Linked DNA regions of Sus scrofa: region 1 is linked to region 2. The links are chromatin contacts, called in public Hi-C maps. All regions are on one chromosome and are shown on one strand. Each heading gives the region's core, a stretch centred on a gene start, on an enhancer-like site or on the middle of the called end of the contact. The rest is flanking DNA. Distances are from core to core; before and after follow the strand shown.

Region 1 (4,119 bases), core at 946-3,445, 620 kb after region 2:
AGGGACCTAGACATATGGACAAGGGGTTCCCCAACTTACAGCCTCCTCTGCATGGAGCCTCCCAGAGTGAGGCTCCAATACGTGGGCCCCAATCACCAAGCAGCCCTCTCTGGTCTACCACCCTTGTCAGGAACACACAGACCAACACCACCTGACAACTCGGAAAGCTTCTCCCTGAAGACAGAGCCAAAAGAAACGGGGAGAAGAACCCGGAGACAGGGACTAGGCAGGGGCCCAGCGCCTCAGGGACTGTGACTCACATCCCATTGAGTGGGGACGCTCTCCTGGAAGCAAGACGAGCCCCCTTCTCGTCTCTAAAAAGAAATATTTGTACAAGAAGAAAGGGCTCCTGGAAATTAACACTATGCAGCGGACACAAAAGCTTCAGTGGAAACAATCCTACGGAAGCAGAGCAGAAAGGTGCAGATGGAAAGGAGGAGAGAGCAGCCGAAGCGTTCTAGGGCCCGGCTCAAAGTCTGAGAGCCTAAATTAAGGACTTTAGAGAGAGCTAACTGCAGCCATTAGGGAGTCTGCTCGGGGACCCATGAGTCATCAGTAGAAACGATTGTTGAGTGAGACAACCACTGAAATCCTTTGCCAGGACTGAAGGACAGGAGTTTCCAGACTGGGGGCCTTTTGAGTGCCCAACGCAGGAAATACAACTGGGGGCACATGCAGGCCCCGTGGCGTGAGATTTCAGGAGAAGATCTTAAAGGCCTCCACTGCTGGTAAAGCGTTAGAAAGTGGAACGGCCGTGGACTTCTCCCACTCCTAGGAGGGAGCAGTGCCTTCAGAGTCTGAAGGAAGCCTTCTGGCTTAGAATTCCATACCCAGGCAAACGACAAATCAAGGGTGAGGGCAAAGTGAAGACATTTTCAGCTTTGCAAAAATATTTTAAATAAAAAGTGATCTCCCAGACACCTCTGTCAGCTTCACCAAGTGAGTGAATACAAAAATACATGGATGATGAGAGAGGGAGAAAACGGAGGAAGAGCCCAGACAGAAAATCCACCTGCCCAGTCTGGGGCTAACTCCCCACCTGCCCAGCCCCACTGAGAAAGGTGGCCACGCAAAGTCCATGGGAGAACCTCCTTGGATCAGAGCGGCGGGGCCCCAGCTGTGGCTGTGGAGGGTTCATAGGGACGTCTGACCACACTCCGGCTGCAGAAGCAGGAGCTTTTTAATCCCTGCCAGGCGGTACAGGAGAACTCCCTGAACCAGAGCTACCCAGAAACGCCTACAGGCTTGAATGTGTCTCCTTTTCCTGGGGCCAGAGGAGAGAGGGACATGAGACTCATTTTTCCATTTATCCTTTATTTTGAATTCGTATTTTATTTATTTACTTTTTATGGTCACACCCACAGCACAGGGAAGTTCTCTGGTCAGGGATAAGTCCGCACCTTGCCAGCCACCTGAGCCACGGTAGCTGGTTCTTAACTCACTACAACCACAGCAGGAACTCCTTGAGCTTTTGACCTTTAATATGTGTTATACCTTTTAAAATGTGTACACAGACACACAGACCACCCCCCCACACACACACACCAGTGCCGTGGCCTGGAGGCTCTCTCCCCAGCCCGCCCTGACATCTTAGTACCCACCGGGCCCGCGCTCGGACTTCGGTCGCGCGCACCACCGGGTTCAGACGTGAAGGCGCAGGATGGAGGCCTCCTTTGGAAGGAGACATGAGTCGCCTCGCTACCCGGCCGCCCCATTGTCCCTCGGTGGGATGCTGGTCCACACCGTTGGGCAGCAGGGGTTACAAAACTGATCCCTCCACGCTCGCCCTCTCCTTCTCGGACGGCCCTCCACCACCTAACCAGGCACTGGGCCAGACCTCCAGGGACAGCCCCTGGCCGAGCCGCAGGTGTAAGCCGAGTGGGGAGGATCGGGAGCCTGGCCTTCCCGGGGCTCCTAGCCCCACCTTTGGCCCCGCCGTCCGCCCCGCCCCTAATCCCTTTCCTCCTCTGGCTCCGCCCCGCAGCCCTAAACTCCAATTCGCGACCGGCCTTCCGCCCGGCCTCGCGCCCTCTTCCACCTCGGGCCCCGCCCCGAGTCCAGTTCCTCCTCTGGCCCCGCCTCGCGCCCGTAGCTCCACCCGCAGCCCCGCCTTCCTACCCGCCCCGCGCCCTAGCTCCACCTCCAGCCCCGCCTTCCGCCCCAGCCGCGCGCCCCACCCACTTCTGGCCCCGCCCTGCGCTCCCGCCCCGCGTCCTCCGCCCGCCTCACGTGTCTTCCCTGCTCCCGGCACGTCGGAGCGGCTGGGCAGCGCGGGAACTCCCCGGGACGGCGCGATGGAGTCGAGTGGCCATCAGGCAGAGGCCCCAGGCCGCGGTCCGCGGGTGTTGGTGGTGGGCGGCGGCATCGCCGGGCTGGGAGCGGCGCAGAGGCTCTGCTGCTGCTCCGCCTTGCCGTCCCTGCGGGTTCTGGAGGCCACAGCCCGTGCCGGTGGCCGCATCCGCTCGGAGCGCAGCTTCGGTAACAGCCTGCCCCGGAGCTCCTTCCCGGAACTCCTTCCCGGAACCCCTTCCCGGAACCCACTCGGTGCTGCGGGAGCTCTGCCGTCTCCTGGCTGGGCCTGCTTCCAGGGTTATGCGACCCGGAACCGTTATCTAGCCCCGTGATGGAATCCTCGCCGCGCCTCCCTTAATTAGCCAAAGTTCAGTGGTCCCGAAACTCAGCTGCCGTCATTGAGCAGGGGCGAACGGGGCCCAGGGCTCTACGCAGTTACTCTGGTTCTGTCCCTGCAGGGAGCTCCCCCTGTGGCCTTCCTTCCCCCATAGGCACTACCTCCAGGTGTTCTCCCAAGGCAGGTGCAGGCCAGCCCCTACCTCTTGGGGGTCTGCCTGGAGAGTCCGTTGTCCTTAGGGACCGTGTGGCCCTTTGGCTGATTTTCAGAGCATGTTGGGAAGGGCAGAGCTGGTGTGGTACTTGAGAAGGGCTGGGGGAGGGAGCCTCGAGGTGGCATCTCTTGCCCTCTCCCAGGTGGTGTGGTGGAGGTAGGTGCTCACTGGATCCATGGGCCCTCCCAGAGCAACCCCGTCTTCCAGCTGGCTGCCAGGTATGGGCTGCTGGGGGAGAAGGAGTTGTCCGAGGAGAACCAGCTGGTGGAGACCGGGGGTCACGTGGGCCTGCCCTCTGTGACCTACACCAGCTCCGGGGGAAGCGTGAGCCTTGAGCTGGTGGCGGAGATGTCCAGTCTGTTCTACAGCCTCATAGACCAGACCAGGGAGTTCCTGCACTCGGCCGAGGCCCCGGCGCCCAGCGTTGGGGAGTACCTCAAGAAGCAGATCCGGGAGCACGTGGCCAGCTGGGCAGAGGGTGAGGGGACCAAGATGCTCAAGCTGGCCATCCTGAACAACCTCTTCAACGTGGAGTGCTGTGTCAGTGGTACCCACAGCATGGACCTGGTGGCCCTCGCGCCTTTTGGAGAGTACACAGTGCTGCCTGGGCTGGACTGCACCTTTCCTGGGTATGTGCAGGCTCCACGCACCTGGACAGCCCTCCACGCCCCCAGGGCCCCCCTCCCTGTAACTCAGTCAGTCTTTGGGTAGAAGGGGCTGGGTGGGAAGTACAGGGAGCTGTTTGTCTTCCTGTTTCAGAGATTGGTCATTTATGTCCCTGTTTTGCTGATTCATGAAAAAGAAACTTATTTTCAAGAAAAAATGGGTAAAAGAAGGAAACATATCTTGGAATCTTCTGGTGCTTTGTCCTCCCACGTTTAGGTGGCCTCCTGCGTGCGTGTAAGCGCTGTGTGGAGGCTTCAGCCTCAGGCAGGCGGTGTCGGGGGAGCTGCTCCCCCACCAGCACTCACAAGACTCTCCAGGACTGTCCTGCTGGACTTACTCTGGTGCCACCTCTGGGCCTGTGGCCCCAAGGCTCCTGCACAGGGGCTGAGGGTGGGCACGGTGACTCAGTCGACCCAGACCTGGGGCCCAGGCCAGCCGAGGAGGGACCTGTTCTCCACCGTGACCCGGCCCGCTTTGCATCCCTTCGCCCACTTGACCCTCTGGGGGACCTGGAGGCGCGAGACCCCTCTCTCCCTGCCCCCCTCCGGGGCTGAGCCGAGCCCTCGGGCCGCGCCAGAGCCCCTGCAGCTCTGACCTGGTGTGAGCTTGG
Region 2 (3,755 bases), core at 935-3,434:
GGTCGGGGGCGGGGTCTGATGGGGGCAGGGGCGTGTAAGAAGTCTGCTGAGCCAGAAGAAGCAGGACAAGTCAACCTCTGGGGCACAAACGCAGCTGCCACGGCCACGGGCTCACGAGACAGATGTGGGTGCTGTGGAACATGAGCCACGGAGGCAGGGGCGAGGCGGCTCCTCCCAGGGCAGCAGCCAGGCTGGCCATCCTGTGAGGATGGCCCCTGTGGGCTGTGGGCACCAAGTTCAGTGTGAAAGGCCTGGAAGAGCGTGGCCCAGTGGCCCTGGGGGCAAAGGCTGGTTTATTTCAAGGAGTGGGTTTGCAGCAAAGGGACTGGATAGATGGTAGAAAAAGGTGGGTCTTAGAGTTGATGGCACAACCCCAAGGCGGTGGCCAGATGGAGGCACAGATGCTGGTGGGCCCGCTAACACAGCGGGAAGGACTGCACTTCCTTCCCAGGGAAGGGTGTGGCACCTGCCAGGGACGGGTGGCCTGTGGGTGACCCCCTACCTGGGGAAGAGGTGAGTGACATCGTGGAGCCGTGAATGTGCATTTTCAGAAGCCACGAGGCCAGGTGCTCAGGGAGGACAAGCCTGCGATCCCCTGCTGCCGGGGGCAGGGGACTGGGAGTTCCTCCAACATAGATAGTCTCAGAGTAAGTGAGTGTGTGTGTGTGTGTGTGTGTGCACGCACCTGTGTGCAGGTGCGCATGTGGGCAAGGGTGTTTCGGGGCCATGATGGGCTGGGGAGAAGGGCCAGAGACAGCCTGAGTGGAGGTGAGGACACAACATCACTTCTTAGGAAACAGGTTCCAGGCATCAGTGACCCACATTTGGCTCCTGCTAAGGTACCCTTGGCAGGTGCTGCGTTTCTAACAAAGTAAAACAAGACATGCCCTGCCGGGTAAGAGAGAGAGCCACACGGGCTGGCGGCCTAAACATCCGAGATTTATTTCTGACACTGGGGAGGCTGGAAGGCAGAGATCCTGTTCTGAAGGGCTCTGCTTCTGGGAGAGCGCCTCTCCCTGGCTTGTGGGTGGCCACCTTCTTGCTCTGGGGTCACAGGCCCTCTTTTTTGTCTTCGGTTCTGGGTGGGAGGTTGTGGGGGGACAGGAAGTGCTCTGGGTCTTTCCTTAAAAGGAGGCTGATGCTGCTGGAAAAGGGCCCCACCCTTATGAGCTCACTGAACCTGAATGTATCTCCTCAGAGCCTCTCTCCTCACATGTGGCCACAATGAAGCTGGGCCTCAACCTAAGAATTCTGGAGGACATATTCGGTCCAAGGCGACAGCTGGTTTCAAGTGAAGTGGGTTCCGGCTGGCAGGCTAAGCGGTCGCTTAGGCAGGGTCCGGACCCGACGGGTCAGCACGCGGAGGTGACGCCTTCCCTGGCAGGCTCCGCAGCGCACAGAGCCTGCGCCCCCTCGGCCCCGGCCGGCGGTGCGTGTCGCCGCACGCACATCTCCTGCGAGAGCAAGCGCGGGCAGGGCTGGTCCTCCGCGGACCCTGCGCATCCCGGCGCTGCGGGAGGGCGGTCCGAGCGCGAGATGCGCCTGGAGAGCCTCGTGAACCGTCCTGGACGCGTGGTCCCTGCTACCTGCATCGAGTGGGTGGACAGAACCTAGAGCCAGTAGTTGGCGGCTACTTGTCCCCTTTCGGGGCAGCGTCGGCACATCTCCCGTCCCCAGCAGCCATTTCATTTCCGCCGACTTCCAGGCGCGGAGGGCAGGCACAGACCCCAGCGTGCCTGCTGCCCTGAGCCCTCCGGTCCGGCGGCCCGGCGCGGGTCACACAGGGCCACGCGATCCCACCGCAACCCCTGCGGGAAAGCAAGGGGGTCCAGCCCCAGCAGAGCGCGGCCCCTTTAAGACGCGACCGAGGCGCCGGGCCTTGCCGTCAAAGGGCTGCGGGAAGAGTCAGTGCGCAGCCGCGGCACGGGGCGAGGCGGGGCGGGCGCTGACTGATGGGAACGTGGCCCAGAGGCCGGGGTCGACGCAAGAGCATCCCCCGCAGGCCCCGCCCCTCAGGCCTGGCCCCGCTTCCGCCCTCCACGCCCCTCCCCACCGTCCCCGCCCCTCGAGGCCCCACCCCTCCCCTGCCCCGCCCAGCCCGCCCCGCCTTCTGCAGGCCCCGCCTCCGCTCGGCCTCGCCCCGCCCCGCTCGCCCCGCCCCCGGCCCGGGCGGGCCTCGCCTCAGCGATCGGCGGCGGCGGCGGCGGCGGCGGCAGCGCTGCGGGAGCTCCGGCGGCCGCGATCCTAATGGCTGCGCGCGGGCCGCGGTGAGCGCCGGCGGAGAGCGACGGGCGTGGGGCCGCGGAGAGCGAGAGCGAGCGCGGCCGGACCCCGGCCAGGCCCGGCCTGACCGGCCGAACCCGCGATGCGCCCCGGGGCCGCCCCCTGGCGCAGCTGACGCCGCGGCCCGCGGAGACCCCGGCTGGCCGGCCCCGAGGAGCGGCCGCCCCGGCCCAGGCCGCGATGGCGGGGAAAGCGGCCGCCCCGGGCACCGCGGTGCTGCTGGTCACGGCCAACGTGGGCTCGCTCTTCGACGACGTAAGTGCGCTGCCGGACCCCGGACCCCGGATCCCGGACCCCGGACCCTGAGCCCCGGGGACTCCGGACCTGAAGAGTCCTGGGACCCGGGGCCTGGGCCTGAGCCCTGGGACCCTGGGACCCAGACACCTAGTCCTTTGCCCTGGGACCCCGGACCCACCCCTGACCCCCGGCCCTGAGCCCCTGCCTTCAAACTCCGTAGGTTGAACACAGAGCCCAGCCCCTGAACCCGGGTCCCTAAAATCCAATTCTAATCTCTGTCCAAGGTCCCCAAATCCTGACCCCAGACCCCCGGTCCCAGGGCCCCTTACCCTGAACCTGGCCCCAACCCTGGTAGGGAATCCTGACCCAGAACCTGGGCCCTGGACACAACCCCCAGCCCTTGTCTCCCCGATCCCAGCCGCTGATTCTGGCCTCTGACTCCGGCCCCTCCAGGGCCCCGGCTCTTGCCCCGGCCCTGCCTGCCGACTGTGGCTGCTGGGAGGTGTGGGCGCCCTCATTTCACCTTGTAACTTAGTATTTCTCTAGTTCTGGAACAAGGGGCTTCTGTTGAAAGCCCTGCGGACTTTGTTTCTTGTTTATTAAAGAGAAAGATGCAGAAGCTTTCCAAGGCCAGAAAAAGGATGCTGACGGTCCAAGGCCTCTGCTCTCTGGAGCCTCCCGCCCCGGCGGCCGGGGCCCTGGGGAAGAGAGTCCACCGGGGCCCGGTGCTCCCCGGGTTCCCCAGGCAGGCCGAGCCTGACCTAGTTCGGCATTGCAGCCACGGTGCCTCCCCGCTGTTGGTACTCACACTGCCAACCCAAATAAAGCACAATGCGGCTCCAAGTGGTGTGCTTGTTTCAGAAAAAAGGATGATGGCCCAGATGGGCCTGAGGCAGCCTGGCACTGCCCCCCCCCAGGTGAGCAGTGGGGGCGGCCACCTAGACCACCGTGCAAGCTGACTTTCCTGCCTCTGCTGAGCCTTCCTCTGCTGGCAGTGAGCAGGGTGAGGTGTTTCTGTAGCCTGAGTTCGTGCTCGGGTGAGGTGTGATTTTATCAATCAAGGGTAGGAGCTCTTTTTGTGTTTCCCTTGTTTTAACTTCCAGGAGCCATGTCTTCGACGTCCCTGCGGAAGGCGAACGGCTTGCCCTCTGACTCTGTCATGGGCAGGACAACTTTACCTAGTTTTGTGTTTGATCATTTTCTACAGAAGTGCCCCGTATGGGTGTGTGTCTGTA

What was found. A called contact is a pair of places that touch in the nucleus more often than the background predicts.
Region 1: a Hi-C map of liver shows a contact between it and region 2, with 9 times the contacts expected there. The contact joins the promoter of PAOX here to the promoter of INPP5A in region 2. A contact is called at or near these places in 1 of 5 promoter capture datasets (liver) and 1 of 47 Hi-C or Micro-C datasets (liver).

Annotation. Positions count from the first base shown.
Region 1 is chr14:141,358,314-141,362,432 of Sscrofa11.1, forward strand. It overlaps PAOX (peroxisomal N(1)-acetyl-spermine/spermidine oxidase), which reads left to right and starts at 2,196. Exons shown (of 7, transcript XR_002338879.1): 1 at 2,196-2,478; 2 at 2,986-3,472.
Region 2 is chr14:140,734,545-140,738,299 of Sscrofa11.1, forward strand. INPP5A (type I inositol 1,4,5-trisphosphate 5-phosphatase) reads left to right here and starts at 2,185. Exons shown (of 16, transcript XM_005671580.3): 1 at 2,185-2,538. The coding sequence starts at 2,464.